Regions from separate parts of the Danio rerio genome. Here region 2 is linked to region 1. A link is a contact called in public Hi-C data. All regions are on one chromosome and are shown on one strand. The core of a region is the stretch at or near the end of the contact, and the rest is flanking DNA. Distances in the headings are between cores, read along the strand shown. Region 1 holds the start of LOC141378541. Region 2 overlaps sptlc2a (serine palmitoyltransferase, long chain base subunit 2a).

Evidence for each region. A called contact is a pair of places that touch in the nucleus more often than the background predicts.
Region 2: a contact with region 1 is called in a Hi-C map of hematopoietic stem cells, with 2.6 times the contacts expected there. The contact joins the enhancer-like site here to the promoter of LOC141378541 in region 1. A contact is called at or near these places in 6 of 18 Hi-C or Micro-C datasets (caudal fin, embryo, hematopoietic stem cells and 1 more) and 1 of 4 datasets of contacts at active chromatin or transcription factors (caudal fin).

Annotation. Positions count from the first base shown.
Region 1 is chr17:19,198,594-19,205,975 of GRCz12tu, reverse strand. It overlaps LOC141378541, which reads left to right and starts at 4,015. Exons shown (of 3, transcript XM_073928371.1): 1 at 4,015-5,066; 2 at 6,143-6,283; 3 at 6,420-7,382. The coding sequence starts at 4,760. It also overlaps a transcript of ccdc85ca not described here.
Region 2 is chr17:19,105,187-19,112,568 of GRCz12tu, reverse strand. All of the region lies in intron 9 of sptlc2a (serine palmitoyltransferase, long chain base subunit 2a), which reads right to left. Among named protein-coding and RNA genes, the nearest start is that of ism2a, 22 kb to the left of the region's middle. Within about 2 kb of position 4,253, at least 10 of the 62 cell types and tissues checked have an H3K27ac peak or open chromatin away from gene starts, as enhancers often do.

The sequences.
Region 1 (7,382 bases), core at 2,766-5,265:
TCAATCACGTAGGTAGTGCCAGACTATCGCTGCCAGCTTCTCTTCCAAAATTGGCATCTGAAAAGTAATTTAGCTCTCTGCCTCCAGAAACACATCATTTAGAAAGCAATGAAGGTCTCCCTGTCAAACAGACCAACAGTGAAGTGACGAACATCGTTTAATAGATTTCTCTAAACGTCTTCCCCTGTAGACGTACTGCAAGTAGAATCCTTTATTCAAGTGTATTGCACTATGACCATTAGCTATCTACTGATAAATTATGCTACACTTCAAAAGTACAACACAAATAGGGCATAAAAAGCATAGGCTATATATGTACATACACTATATCATTCCCTATATAATTATAAGATTACACAAAAAGGTGTGCAATAAAATATAAGGTTCTGTTTTGCTAACATAAATTCACACGAGCCTTTTATTTTTAATTTCAAAGTAATTAATTGTGTAGTTATAGTGACACCTACTGGCTGAAAAAGTAAATTGATTGTGAAAATAAATTTGAGTAGCTACTGTTATCATCTGCTGCCAATAGATGTCAGTGTTGCACTGCAATAATTATTACCGAGAAAGATTTGCTTGAAAGGTTTTAACTAACGGCAGTAAACATCCTTTATTGTGAATTTATCACGTATTTATTTGATATTCATTATATGACTGCAAAATTATTTTTATATTTCTACCTCTCCTGGCACACATTTTTATATTCATATTTATTTTATTGTAGGTATTTTCCTTTCCCTTTTTTATTTTTGATTATGAAAAGTTTATATTGTTTCATCTTTGAAAATTTAACTAATGAACATGGTTAATGTTCCTTGGGGTAAGAAGAAGACACATTTAAGTGACATTGGTAGAGAAAAACCTTGAACTTATTTTATTCTGAATGTCTATTTATTTTTAATTAATACATCATTGCAAGAATAAATTATTAAAAAAAAGCATTTTAATTTGGTTCATATACTTCAAACTGGGAAATAATCAAGAGATCACAACGGTCTGTTTCATTAGATTTGTTTAGTGTGGGTTGAAGCAAAGTTAATATTTGTTTTTATTCTATAAAAATCTAAAAGCAGGTTTTACTCATGTTTTACTTTATTTGCCTTCAAAAATGACAGTTGTTCAGAATAATACATGTTTGCATTGTTTATGACAGAAAAATATTCCACCAAATATAGACTTCTCCTCTACACATTTTAAATTTGGAGGAAATATCATCAGTAGTTTACAGAATAAAATAAAGATGATGTTTTAACATAAATTGTAAATCCAATCTGTGTGTATGTATATATATATATATATATATATATATATATATATATATATATATATATATATATATATATATATATATATATATATATATACACACACACACACACACACTCACCGGCCACTTTATTAGGTACACCTGTCCAACTGTTTGTTGACGTAAATTTCTAGTCAACAAATTACATAGCAGCAACTCAACGCATTTAGGCATGTAGACACAATCAAGATGATCTGCTGCAGTTCAAACCAAGCATCAGAATGGGGAAGAAAGGTGAGTTAAGTGACTTTGAATGTGGCATGGTTGTTGGTGCCAGACGAGCTGGTCTGAGTATTTCAGAAACTGCTTATCTACTGGGATTTTCACACACAACCATCTCTAGGCTTTACAGAGAACAGCCAGTCCTGTCAGAAAAGAACAAGGAAATTGAGGCTGCAATTCGCACAAGCTCACCAAAAATTGAACAACAGAAGATTGGAAAAAAATTGCCTGGTTTGATGAGTCTCGATTTCTGCTGCCACATTCGCATGGAAGGGTCAGAATTTGGTGTAAACAACATGAAAGCATGGGTCCATCCTGCCTTCTATCAACGGTTCAGGCTGCTGCTGCTGGTGTAATGGTGTGGGGGATATTTTCTTGGCACACTTTGGGCCCCTTAGTAGCAATTGAGCATCATGTCAACGCGACAGCCTACCTGAGTATTGTTGTTGACCATGACCATCTCAATCTGACCACAGTGTACCTATCTTCTGATGGGTACTTGCAGCAAGATAACGCTCCATGCCATAAAGCACAAATCATCTCAGACTGGTTTCTTGAACAATGACTTCACTGTACTCAAATGGCCTCCACCGTCACCTGAACTCCAATAGATCACCATTTGGAATGTGGTGGAACGGAAGATTCACATCATGGATGTGCAGCCGTCAAATATGCAGCAACTGCATCATGCTATCATGTCAATATGGACCAAAATCTCTGAGGAATATTTCCAGTACCTTGTTGAATCTATGCCACAAAGGATTAAGGCAAATCTGAAGGCAAAAGGGCGTCCAACCCGGTACTCGTAAGGTGTACCTAATAAAGTGGCCGGTCAGTGTATATAGTTGAAGATAAAATTATTAGTGCTCCTGTAAAATTTTAATTATATAAAAAATATTTTCAAGTGCTGTTTAGTGGAGAGAAGATTTTTCATCTCATTTAAATTATAATAGTTTTAACAACAAATTTATTTTGCCATGATGCCATAAACCCTTCAAGTTGCAATCCATCTCTGGGAAACACCCATACACTCTCATTCACACCCATACACTACGGACAATTTAGCTTACCCAATTCACCTGTACTGCATGTCTTTGGACTGTGGGGGAAACCGGAGCACCTGGAGGAAATCCACGGGAACGCGGGAGAACATGCAAACTCCACACAGAAACGCCAACTGACCCAGCCAAGGCTCAAACCAGCGAACTTCTTGCAGTGAGGCGACAGCACTACCTGTGCCACAATGTTGCCAGTATATACATAGGAATCTGCCACTGATGTTCATAGAATTACTAAAAATAATCCGCCAACCATCTCTCCTCTTTGCAAGAGAATTAAAAGCGTGCATTTAAAAAAATCCTGTCATTAAATCTTAAAATGTTATTTATTTTCTTCATGAATCACAGTGGATCAAAGCGTCAGCAACTAAAGCGGAAAACCTCATGACTGAAAACTGAGCTTCCTTCTGTGTGGAATAGATTTTTCCAGATGAAGACACGATGATTTTTACATATTATGCGAAATCAGCAAACCTTGAAAGGTTTGACAATTACTGTAGGCCTGTAAGGTCGTTTCGAAACATTTCAAACAAGAACAAGCGTGTCACCTCAACGTGAACCCATTTCATATCACACATCAGTCACTCGCTTTTCCTGCTAATTATGCTCAATTAATGGGACACTAGTGAGTGCTCTCCTCTAGCAAGCTTTAAGTGGATCGCTGAACCTGAACAAATCCCATTTCCTGTCACGTTTCCCTCTCGTCTTATCAAGTGGCCCTCAGACCCGAATCCTGGCCTTCTGGAAGCGCTGGAGCGTTTCTGACTCTAATGTGTCAATGCTCATCACTGTGGACACATCATCACTCCAGAACATTCAGTGCATGTTGTTTTTGTTAGTGGTCTCCAATAGTTTTTGGACACTTACTACACCTTTACCTCTAATAATAGTTGTTATTGTTATTATTATTATCATCTATTTGATGTTATCATCATAATGGGCATTATTATATTATATTATATTATATTATATTATATTATATTATATTATATTATATTATATTATATTATATTATATTATATTATATTATATTATATTATTCATTCTTTCATTTTCCTTCCGGCTTAGTCTCTTTATTTATCTGGGGTTGCCACAGCTGAATGAACCGCCAACTTATTAAGCATATGTTTTAGATAGCGGCCTTTCAGCTACAACCCAGTACTGGGAAACATCCATACACACTCATTTACACACATACACCATGACCAATTTAGTTTATCAAATTCACCTATAATATATTATAATATAATATATTATAATATAATATAGTATAATATAATATAATATAATATAATATAATTAATATAATATAATATAATATAATATAATATAAGATAATGGCTATACTTTTATAAATTAAGCTGAACTGTTTTGATTCACGTTTTGAATTGCCTAAAAGTTGTCTGTATTATGTACACACTTTGTACACACTTGCTCTGCACCTTACAGCTTGATTCTGAATTATATTAATTCAAAACTCTATTATATTAGTATAATAATAATATTATTGTAAATCTTGATTTTTATAAAAATATATATCATCTGTTCAAAGATAATCCCTTACCTTTTATTTTTGTTTTTCTGAGCATTGTTGTTGCACTCCAAACGTGACTTTGTGGTTTAGTGTTGGAAAACACAAATGACTATAGTATTTTTTTCTTATGGGAATGGCATGCATATTTGCAGTATGTTTTGCTGGATTGATCACATTAAAGAAAAATATTTTAAATTCATTTATTATAAATTATTTCAGTCAATATATGTCCGTTTTGCAGTTTGAGTTTCACAAAAAAAACCTCATGTTTCATTTGTTGTGCTTCTTTGTCTACAGTTATATCAATTGCTAATTAATTAATCAATTGCTTTTGTGCCTTGAATCAATTTATTTAGTGAATTTTATTAGTTTTCATGTCATTTGCACATTTCCCCAGTCATTTGACTTTAAAAGAAAACATTTTAGTGTATGCCTCGTTACCATAGTGATGATAGAACATGTTCTATAAGAATGGAATGTTGCAAAGTGTACAAGAATTCTGGCATCCTAAAGAAACTCTTGTTGGTTTGTTGAAGTGACAGTGAACGGGTTGTGTCTTTTGGCTTTGCAGTGTTTTTGAATACTTTTGTTTTCCAGTGTTTTATCGCTGTCTTAGCTATAAAACATCTCTGTTCAATGAGTGATTCACGGTGCAAGACCGAAATCCTCACAGTATTCCAGCTGTCCAGCGAGTGCAAACCCCGAACATCTGAGTGGTTCAAGGTGAAAACCCGAAACCTTCTACCAATTGATTTAATGGCCGACCAGTGTGATAGAGATACTACATCTTCAACACTGGGTCTCAAACCTGCAACAACGGTTGCTGAAATGGAGGAAGACGGAGTGAGAGTAGAACTTGAGAAGATCTCCTTCCCTGAAGCCTGCGAGAACTCCCAGAGCCAGAAAAAAGTGCAGCTTGAAACACCTATAAACAGCACTAGTAGTGAGTCATATTTACATTGTGATATAAATATTTAGGGTTTTCCCAACATAACTTACTATTAAAAAATAATGTTGGCAGAGGGTAAATATTTAAATGTGTAAATGTTTGTACAGTATAATAGACAGCTGGTTGAATTGCTGTTTTCCTGAAGAGGCTATAGCAGGATGCAAATGTGATAATTATTTGTTTATAATAACTACTGGCATTATTAGTTCTTATTTATGATATTGGCCAAATCAAGTGTTTAGAAATGACACTATTTAGCCTACAGAGGACAAATCTCGACAACAGGCAACCGTTAATAAGCAATAATAACATTTTTAATGACTTTTATCAAAGTGATTTTAAAACTTATTTTAAGCGATCTGAGGGCAAAACAAGGTCTCCAAAAGCTAGAAATAGATTTCCTTTGATCCACACATGTACACATAAAAATGTAAACCGTCTATATAATCACTTTTTAGTAAGACATTTCCTACTCTATTTGTTTTTTTAACATGCGTTTAGATATCCAAGTAAAATAAACCTAATTCATACATTTAATCTGGAGATTTCTATTATACATGTCCTGCCATTATCAGCACGCAATGAATATTGTGAACACAGGTTGTGTTCTTTAATACCTGGGAAACAAAGGACGCATTTGGAGGATGCTTTTGAATGAGCCTTTGAATTTGTTTGCAATGAGACTGTCTTCTTCACAACACGATGACACAGCACACTTTGAATGCAGCCTCTGAAATGAGACACAGCTATTATTTCATCAGTGGGCTAATCACTGTGGTACATGGTTAACACAGCAGAAACAGCTGAATTAGTGAAAATTAAATATTACTATATTTACTAATAATATATTAAATGGTGAATATTCACATTAATATTACTGGGCTATTTCTGCATTAAAGTGCATCCTAATAAAACAATCCTGTAAATTAATGTCATTTCACATTTTCAACTTTTCTGATACAATTTTACTCTCCAATCCCTTAGTAAAACTAAGCTTTTATTAGTCTTGCATTTTGGTGAATGTTCATAATAGATATATATGAGATGTGCAATCTTTTCTCTTATAACAGATGGGGAGAAGGTGAAGAAGCAGAAAAAGAAGAAGAAAAAGAGCAGGATTGCCTCTTTCTTCAGAGCTGTCGGCAGGATTTTTTGTTTCACTGCAAGGAAAGAGCAGCTCAGTACTCTCAGCTCAGAACTCTGCTCTAATGGTAAATGATTGTTTTTGCATCTATATCCTTTTAAGACTATAATATTATATACAAACTGTATTTTTTCTTCCACTTATCTGGAGTTTAATGTCTCCTTGAAAATGACTGTACAATGTGTACATTTCTCTTTCAACAGATGATGAGAACGACATCTCTGAGCAGAAGATAATGGTGAAAGAGGAGGAGGAGGAGATGGTGGAGGAGGAACAGATAAAAAAGAAGGAGGAGGTGATAGAAGAGGTGGAGGAGATGATGGAAGAGGTGGAGGTAATAGAGAGGGAAGAGGAAATGACTAAAGAGGAGAGGATGGAAAGGAAGGAGAATATGAAGAAAGAGGAGGAGATAAAGGAGGAGAACAAAAACAGACATGGGAAACAGATCAGAAGCATGTTGACGGAGGAAGAAAAGATAAAGGATAAGACTGATGATGGGTGGACAATGGTGGACGATGAGCAGCGGGAGGAGATCGAGTGGACTACGTGGAAGTCGAAATCCATCGCTACTGTTCCCCACATCCCTGAACTGGGCAAAAGCACATACGTGGTCTTAAAAATAAGCAAGTTAAAAAAGTTGCAAAACAAACAAAAGGAGGAGGAGAAGAGACTCAAGGAAAAGATCAGTAGACAGATAACAGTGGCAAAGTTTATAAGTCTGAAAATTAAGGAGGAGAATGAAAAGATGAGGCTGGAAGAGGAGGAGGAGAGCCAAAAGAAAACAGTAAACAGAAGGGTATTCAGCACAAAGACTTTAATAGTGAAAATGGAGGAGGAGGTGAAGATGGAGGAAAAGAAAGTAAAGGATGATGAAAAGGAGGAGGAGGATAACATAGAGACGGTAAAGAAGAGGAGGAGGAGGAGACGGAGAAATCACAAGATAAAAGATGAGGAGAAAAAGGAGGAGGAGAAAAAGGAGGAGGAGAAGAAGGAGGAGGAGGAGGAGAATAAAGAGAAAGTAAAAAAGAGGAGGAGGAGGCGGCGAAGGAAAAATTCCACAGAGGAGGAGGTTGAAAAGACAGAGAAAAAGAAAGAGAATCCAGATACCCACAAAGGAAGTGACCGAAATCACCAAAAACCCCAAACCAGACCTGCTCCAGTTTGGA
Region 2 (7,382 bases), core at 3,004-5,503, 94 kb after region 1:
GAAGTATTTTGGTTTTAAAGTCACAGACATCAAACAAAAACAGGTCATTTGTAAGAGCTGTCGCAGAACTGTTGCCACAGCATGAGGAAATACAACAACCAGCACCTAAAAAAAAAAAAAGCACCACACGCGGCTATATGAAGAGTGTCTTGCAAAAAAGTCAACTGATAGTATTGCCAATGACACTCAAAGTAAATGTTGGAGTAAGTTAATATACTTTCAGTTTCTGTTTTGAACTAACACTCACTGCAGTAAGAAGCTACAATAAATATTATTGAGCTGAATCTTGACTAGAATCGCAATATCTTTTAGAAAGAAAGAAAAAAAAGATAGATTTTCCAAATTTTCCTACAGCCCTAGTACTTGTCCAACACCAACTTCAATAAGAAGCTGAATCACACTCAAAGAATCCTCAGAATAAATCTCATTGCAATCAGGAAGACTGAAGTTAAGCTGCAGGCATTAAAGAGAAAATTATCATTTACTTACCAGCAGCAATAAAATCCATAGTTTCAACCAAAATATTATGGATGTAAATGGCTGCTGCTTTCCAAAATTCTTTAAAATATCTTCTTTTGTGTTTAACGGAACAAAGAAAGCCAAAAAGATTTGGAAATACTGAAGAGTGAGAAAATTATTTTCTTTTTAAGGCAAACAAATTCCTTTAAGTCTTACACACTTAAGAAATGATTTGTTCAGCTTTTTCAAACTGCTTCTTTAAAATGAATCAACAGAATTGAGTTTTGTGGGGATGGCTTAACTGGTTTGTGTTCAATCCACTTAAGTTTGTAAAAAATATTAAGTTAATTTAATTGATTTGTGTTGTTGCGACACCTTGAAGGAGTTGTGTGGAGCCCAGCTTTTTTACAGTGCAGCCCTCCGAACTATGCAACCGGTGGAGTTTCTAATGAACAGCTGAAGAGAACTGATCAGCTCAGGTGAACAGCTCTATGAAAAAAAAGAGCATCTGAAATCAATAGCCATTAACGGAAGTTCAAGCTGCCCAACATTGGCCCGGCAAGGGCCAAGGAGTAATGGGGGAGGGCGAGCAGAGCACGAGCCTCCAAAAGTAAATCTTTCTGGGGTACCTTTTCAACAGCTAGTTTCACAACACACACCCCCGCTAACTTCTTCCAGACCCGGAGCTGGAGGATCTGGAGCGAGAGAGGCAGCAAAAGGGACCAAAAGAGCTTCCAGATGTGGGGACCGTTTCCCTTTTTTGCAAAGCCAGTTCCTCCTCACTTCCTTTTCATCTGAAGGGAGGAGATAAGTAAAAGCACCAGTGTGGCTGACATGCCGAAAGGCTCCTCGCCCCTTACGAGGCCCTCTCTGGAGAACAGCGGCTCCTTCCAGCCCCAATCATTCATGGTTCTATGGTGGCGCTCGCGGCCTCGCAGCTGTCCCTGATCCGGATGTGAATGCTTGAGTCAGCGGAAAAGTGAATGGGGATTTTACACCCCGTTTACAGGTTGATTCATTTCACAGTCGTACACATCCAATCCTCTGATCATTTTTGCTATAAAACGTAAGGACATCTGGTATTAAGATGCATTTTTGTCGACTGGATCACAAGTAGATGAGTGAAACACATTCCTATCTACTCCTGATGTAATAATCCACCTCTTGTGGATCCACTTTCCTGACTTCTTTGAAGGCAGAGTTTAGGTACGGATGTATGTTGTGGCTTTTTTCTAATCTTTTCACCTAATGTGTCAAAATAAATTGCATATAAATGTGAAAGGAGGCAACAGAGGTTTTGTTTCTGCTTTAACAGTGACAAAACTACACTCTAGGATTGTGTTATAATGAGGACTGGTAAGAAACATTGTGCCTTTAACAAACATTTACTTTCAAACCAAACTTGCGATTTCATGCAGGAACATTTAAAGGAATGTCATTTATTTACCTTCACTTGTTCCAAACCCGTTTGACTTCCTTTCATCTGTTGAAAATATTTTGTAGAAACTCGTAACCATTGACTTCCATAGAATTAGCTTTTTCTATGGATGTCAATGGTTATCTGTTTTCTTAACCGAACCATTTGAGGGTGAGTAAATAGCGAGTATATTTTCAGTTCTGGGTTAACTATTCCTTTAAATCATTCTGACTAATTCACTTTAACTACATGCCCCTAAATATTAAACAATTACATCAGTAGGCAAAGAGGAGGCAGCCATTTATGTCTGAGTACATGTTTACATTGGTCAGTATAGTGATTCTGCAGTTAAGTGTTTATATGCCAATTTATACAATTAAAATTTATAAATTACATCAAAATATAAAACAGTTATTTTAAATCAACTAATAAATATTATTTATTTTATTTATTTATTTTATAAATATATTAATAAACTATAGTCATATTTTACAACATCTGTTTTCATACAGTATTTGTACAGTTTTTTTCCATGTATTTAAGAATAAATGCTTTTCTCGTAAAAAAAAAAAAAAGTTAAAAACAACATTAATTGTGTTAAGTGCTGGTTTCAGTTGACTTAAATGATAAAAATAATTGTAAAATAAATACTTGTTTAAATTTTTACAATATATTATTGCACAGATACCTACACTACAAGTTATTGCCATGAAAAATACCCCACTCATTTGTAAATATGAAATTAACAGAGGCCATGTTTACACCTGGACAGAAGCTCATGGGGGTCACAAACAATACTGATTGTTTTTCCACTGCAACATGACTTTATTTTCTATACTGTACATTATTTCTGTTAAGTGATAAGACTTTTTCTAAGCAAAGACAGACCTTACAGTCCTAATTAGTTAAAATAAAGGCATGATCATATTTTATTTTATTAAAATAAGGGTAATCTAGAGGTGTTTGTTGAAATGAGACAAGACGTTTATCTGGTAGTGTATATTGTAATATTGAATGAAAAAATAAATAAATCTGAAAAATCCCATATATGCATTAAACGCTATGCTTGAAGAAATATAATGGAAAGCAAACCCTAAAACACCAGGGGCCTCATGTACAAAATTGTGTTGAATTCATACTAAAACATTGCATACAGACAAATCTGTAAATGTGCGTACGCAGTAAAAAATTCAGATGTATGAAACACTGCGTACGTGGAATCCCACGCATATTCTCTTTGTACATCTGAATTAACTTAAAACTGAGTGCATATGCACGAGTGCAAAACCCCTCCCAGCCTCCTCCCCATATGAAAATGGTAATGACTCCACTTTGGCAAAACCAAACGAAAAAGTAATGGCAAAAACAAGCCATAAGAGAAACTTCACAGAATGCGGATTGGCAGTGCTCATATCGGAGGTAGACCGGAGAGAAACTGTTTTTTTTTTTTTTTGGCAAATTTGTCTTCTGGAATTAATAACAAAAGAAAAAATAGAGTGGGAGAGTTTAGCTGAAGCGATTAATGCAGTGGGGTCTGAACATTGCACTGTGAACGAATTAAAAAAAAGAAATGGTCCGATGTAAAGGTGTAGGTTAAGAGGAGAACAGCGGCGCACCGTCAAAGTGTGTACAGAACATGCAGGGGAACAGGGGATGCTTAACTAACATCCTTTGAAAAGAGAGTTGCCTTAATTGTGGGCAACACTTTACTGAGTCAATGGAAAAAAAACAAGCACAACAAATACACATACACCAGACATGAAGTTGGTGTGGACCAACGCACATTCTCACGTTAATTTCATCGTTAGTAAATCCAAACGGGAGCGTGAAATCTGGCGTACTCAAAGTTTCTGTGCGTATGCAGCGTTGATACATGAGGCACCGGTGTAAATGGGAATGTGTCTCCATCGTCTAATCAAACCAAAGCTCATCTTAACACTTAATAATGTCATTGAAATCTTTCTCCCAAACAATACAAATTTACTTAATTCCAATTCTGATCCTTAACTCTGTTTTTCGAAGATGCCTTTTTTGAAACCACAAAACTTTTAAGCGACAACATTGACAGACTTTCTATTTGCATAAGACACACAGAGTTTAAAAATCAATAAAGAAATTAATTATTTATTCTTTTCATTACCAGACTGCAGCTCTAGTTGTCAATGAATGCCAGGTCTGTTAGTCTAAAACACTTGCACGACAATAGAAGCGTCAAAAGAAACAGAAGCTCATCATACCATCTGGAATAACAATCCATTAGCAAGCTCTAAAGGGGGCTGTGGGTAAACACATTCTTACACCTAAAACATGTGTACCTGCCCTCTCTCACAGAGCAAGTCAACACTTGGAGACAGAGACGAATGTCCTGTGTTTGTCAAGTCCGCCTGTGTGTACAGAGAAGAGGTCAGGCTAAACAATGAGATCAGGAATGCCCATCACCACCACATACACACACAGCAGATAACAATGCCAACTTGCCTAAAACTGTGATTTACAAGGCAAAATCCTTCGCATTCCCTCATATCTTCAGCTCGCGTCCTCTTGAGAATCAACGAGGCCAGGAATATTTCTTATCTGCTTGTTTGTATGGGGACGCCAGAAGTTTTGGATGACTTGAAAGCCAGATCTGATTGAAAGAGAACTTTATTTCCCCTCAGGCCAGGGACACGTCGGACTGTGAAACCACTAGACTGTGAAAGCATCTGCATCAGAAACAATAAATGAATTGAAATTGTACGCCAGATCGGGGTAAACCTCACTGACTTTGAGTTTTTAACAGGCTTGTTTTCCAGAAAAAATATATAAACGGTTGCATAAGATAAAATGACTTGAGAAACAATAAGATATAGAAAAATTCCACTGACAGATTCTTTTTCGTCTTAGTTTTCAATTAATTAAACAGGAGTGAAGTTGCATTTAGATCAAATTTAATTAGATTTTAAAAATTATACAAATTCTTTTTCCACATTCTCTGTCTGTTTTGTATGCGGTGTTGCTTCCTAAAGAGATTCATCCAAAATAAATTCAATCTAAAATAAAAATGTACTCACTATTTACTCTCTTTCAGGTAGTTTTAAATCTTTGAGTTTCTTTCTTTTGTCGAACACAAAAGAAGATCATTTGAAGAATGCTGAAAACCTGTAGTCATTGTCTTCCATACAAGGAAAAACAATTAGGTTTCCAACATTCTTCAAAATATCTTCTTTTTGTGTTTAATAGAAGAACCAGATCAATGTTTGAACAAGTAATATTTCAGCAGGTTTTACAAAGTCAAATTTAAACGTTTTAATGATCATTATGAACGAAATTTCAGACTTGTACAGGACTTTCTTTTCTTATGGCCAGCAAAAGATTTTTGCTTCATGAAAACAAACAAAAAATGAATTAGTCATTTCTTAGCTACATATTTTTTTTAAAAAGCATCAAAACAAGTAAACCCTAAATGTGTGCATGCATGTTATTTTAACATAACTTTCCTTACAAAAAAAAAAAAAAAACTCTTTAAAAACTATTATTATCTAAACAGTCTGTCCAGGCCAGTGCCTGCTCTAGAAATACACATAGAATGTTAAAACAAACTTGTTGCAAGGATGATAATCAAACCACATTGGTAAATAGAGTAATAAATAAATGGATTGCTGGTAGTTTGATAGGTGTTGGCTCGACTGAGTAACTTTGTATGGTTGTAGGAAAATTAAGACCTGTTTAAAATGATTTAAGATCTACAGTACAACATTTCATTGATTTGAACCCTCTATTGCACACATTATGATAGATCTATATAAAATAATGGACTTTTTCTTTTCTTAGAATGGCTTGACTTGAAGTGTTGAAAAAAAAACTGGGGGAATTCTCTTTTTTAAGGTATTATATGATATGTTGCCATGTGACAAGATTCAACAGTAGATCTAACTTAGACATTTTAAATTTAGAACTTTACTTATTTTTTTTGTTTGTTTGTTTTGTTTGAAATGATTTAATTTAATCTAACTGGTGTTGCAGTATTATAAGCTTTAACACAGAACTTGACACCTTATACATACTTTCCAACAACTGTTATTCCAACAGCTTTCATTTATCCCATTCTTTTTTTGCTGAATATTATTGAAAACAAACATAATATTGTATGATCATGTATACAACATATAGTATTACCTTTATTAAATATTATAACAAATAAATAACAAGTCTAGTATATCCAAATGCATCAGAATAATGTAGCTACTAGCTAACAATGTTTATATATTATACTATATACACTATACTACGCCTGTCTAATCTGCCCCTGAGCTAACTTTCCTGAAATGTGACCATCCTTGCTCTTATCAAAAGTCCAATCTGCATAATTCTCATTGTCACTAAAACCCATCTCATCTTCACATTCATCCCTTTTATCACCTTTTCTTCCTTCACTTAGCATAGAACATGATGGTCCTCTGTAATACACTGTTCTCTGTATGTATTAAAAAGTTAATTTGATCCATAATTCAAATGCCATTAACATATGACTCAAAATTATATTACTAGCATCCATGTTGTTATTGTTACAAGTTAAAAGATCACAGCTGACCTTGCTAGCTAGCTAACTCATTGCAATATTGCACATTCCACTACTGCAGTGTTGCCATTTGGCAACACATACATTTGATCGATTTACAAACAACTAATTTGATAAAATCTTTTTCGAGTTGTGAATATGTCATTATAACTTACTGAAGGTGATGTCTCGGTGAATATTTATGGTGACTATTTTGTGGATCTGACATGAGTTGATTCTTTTTTTTTTATTTGCTTTCAGCAACTACTCACAATAAACACCAGTCTGTCAGAAATCGTGCCACAGAAATAAACTGCACATCATCTGACTTAACCAAAGCACATCATTGGCTAAACTATGGTCTTCTCTTTCCAACAAAAAAATAGAACGTTTGTCCTAAAGAAACAGTGGCAAGGAAATAACATGCATTTCATGTTGCCATAACACCATGCGGTAGAGGGTTAAGACTTTAAGATACCCTGTTGGAACAAGTAAAGTTTGAATAAATAATGACAATTTTAATTTGTGGATGAACTAACCCTTTGAATAAGCTCATATGTTTTAAAAGGCATATTAGATGTTTGAAAGTGATTGTTGACCCAATTTACAAGTATCCCAACCTTTGAATTTTTTTGTCTGTTGAACACGTAGAAGATATTTTGAAGAAAGTTGGGAACCAGCAATTCTTTGACATTTATAACATGAACAAAAAATATTATGGAAGTCAATGGCTACTGAATTCTAACATTCTTCAAAATATGTTCTCTGGTGTTGAGCAGAAGAAATAAACTCAATCGGGTTTGAAACAAGATTAGGTTGAGCAAATTATTATATAATTTTAATTTTGGGTGAATATCCTTTTAAAAGGGCTACATGGAAGAATTTACTATTTTTTGTATTTGTTTTGAAAGTTTTTACCACACTAACTAAACCGACCTAAAAACATTAAAACATAAAAAGTATGACGTC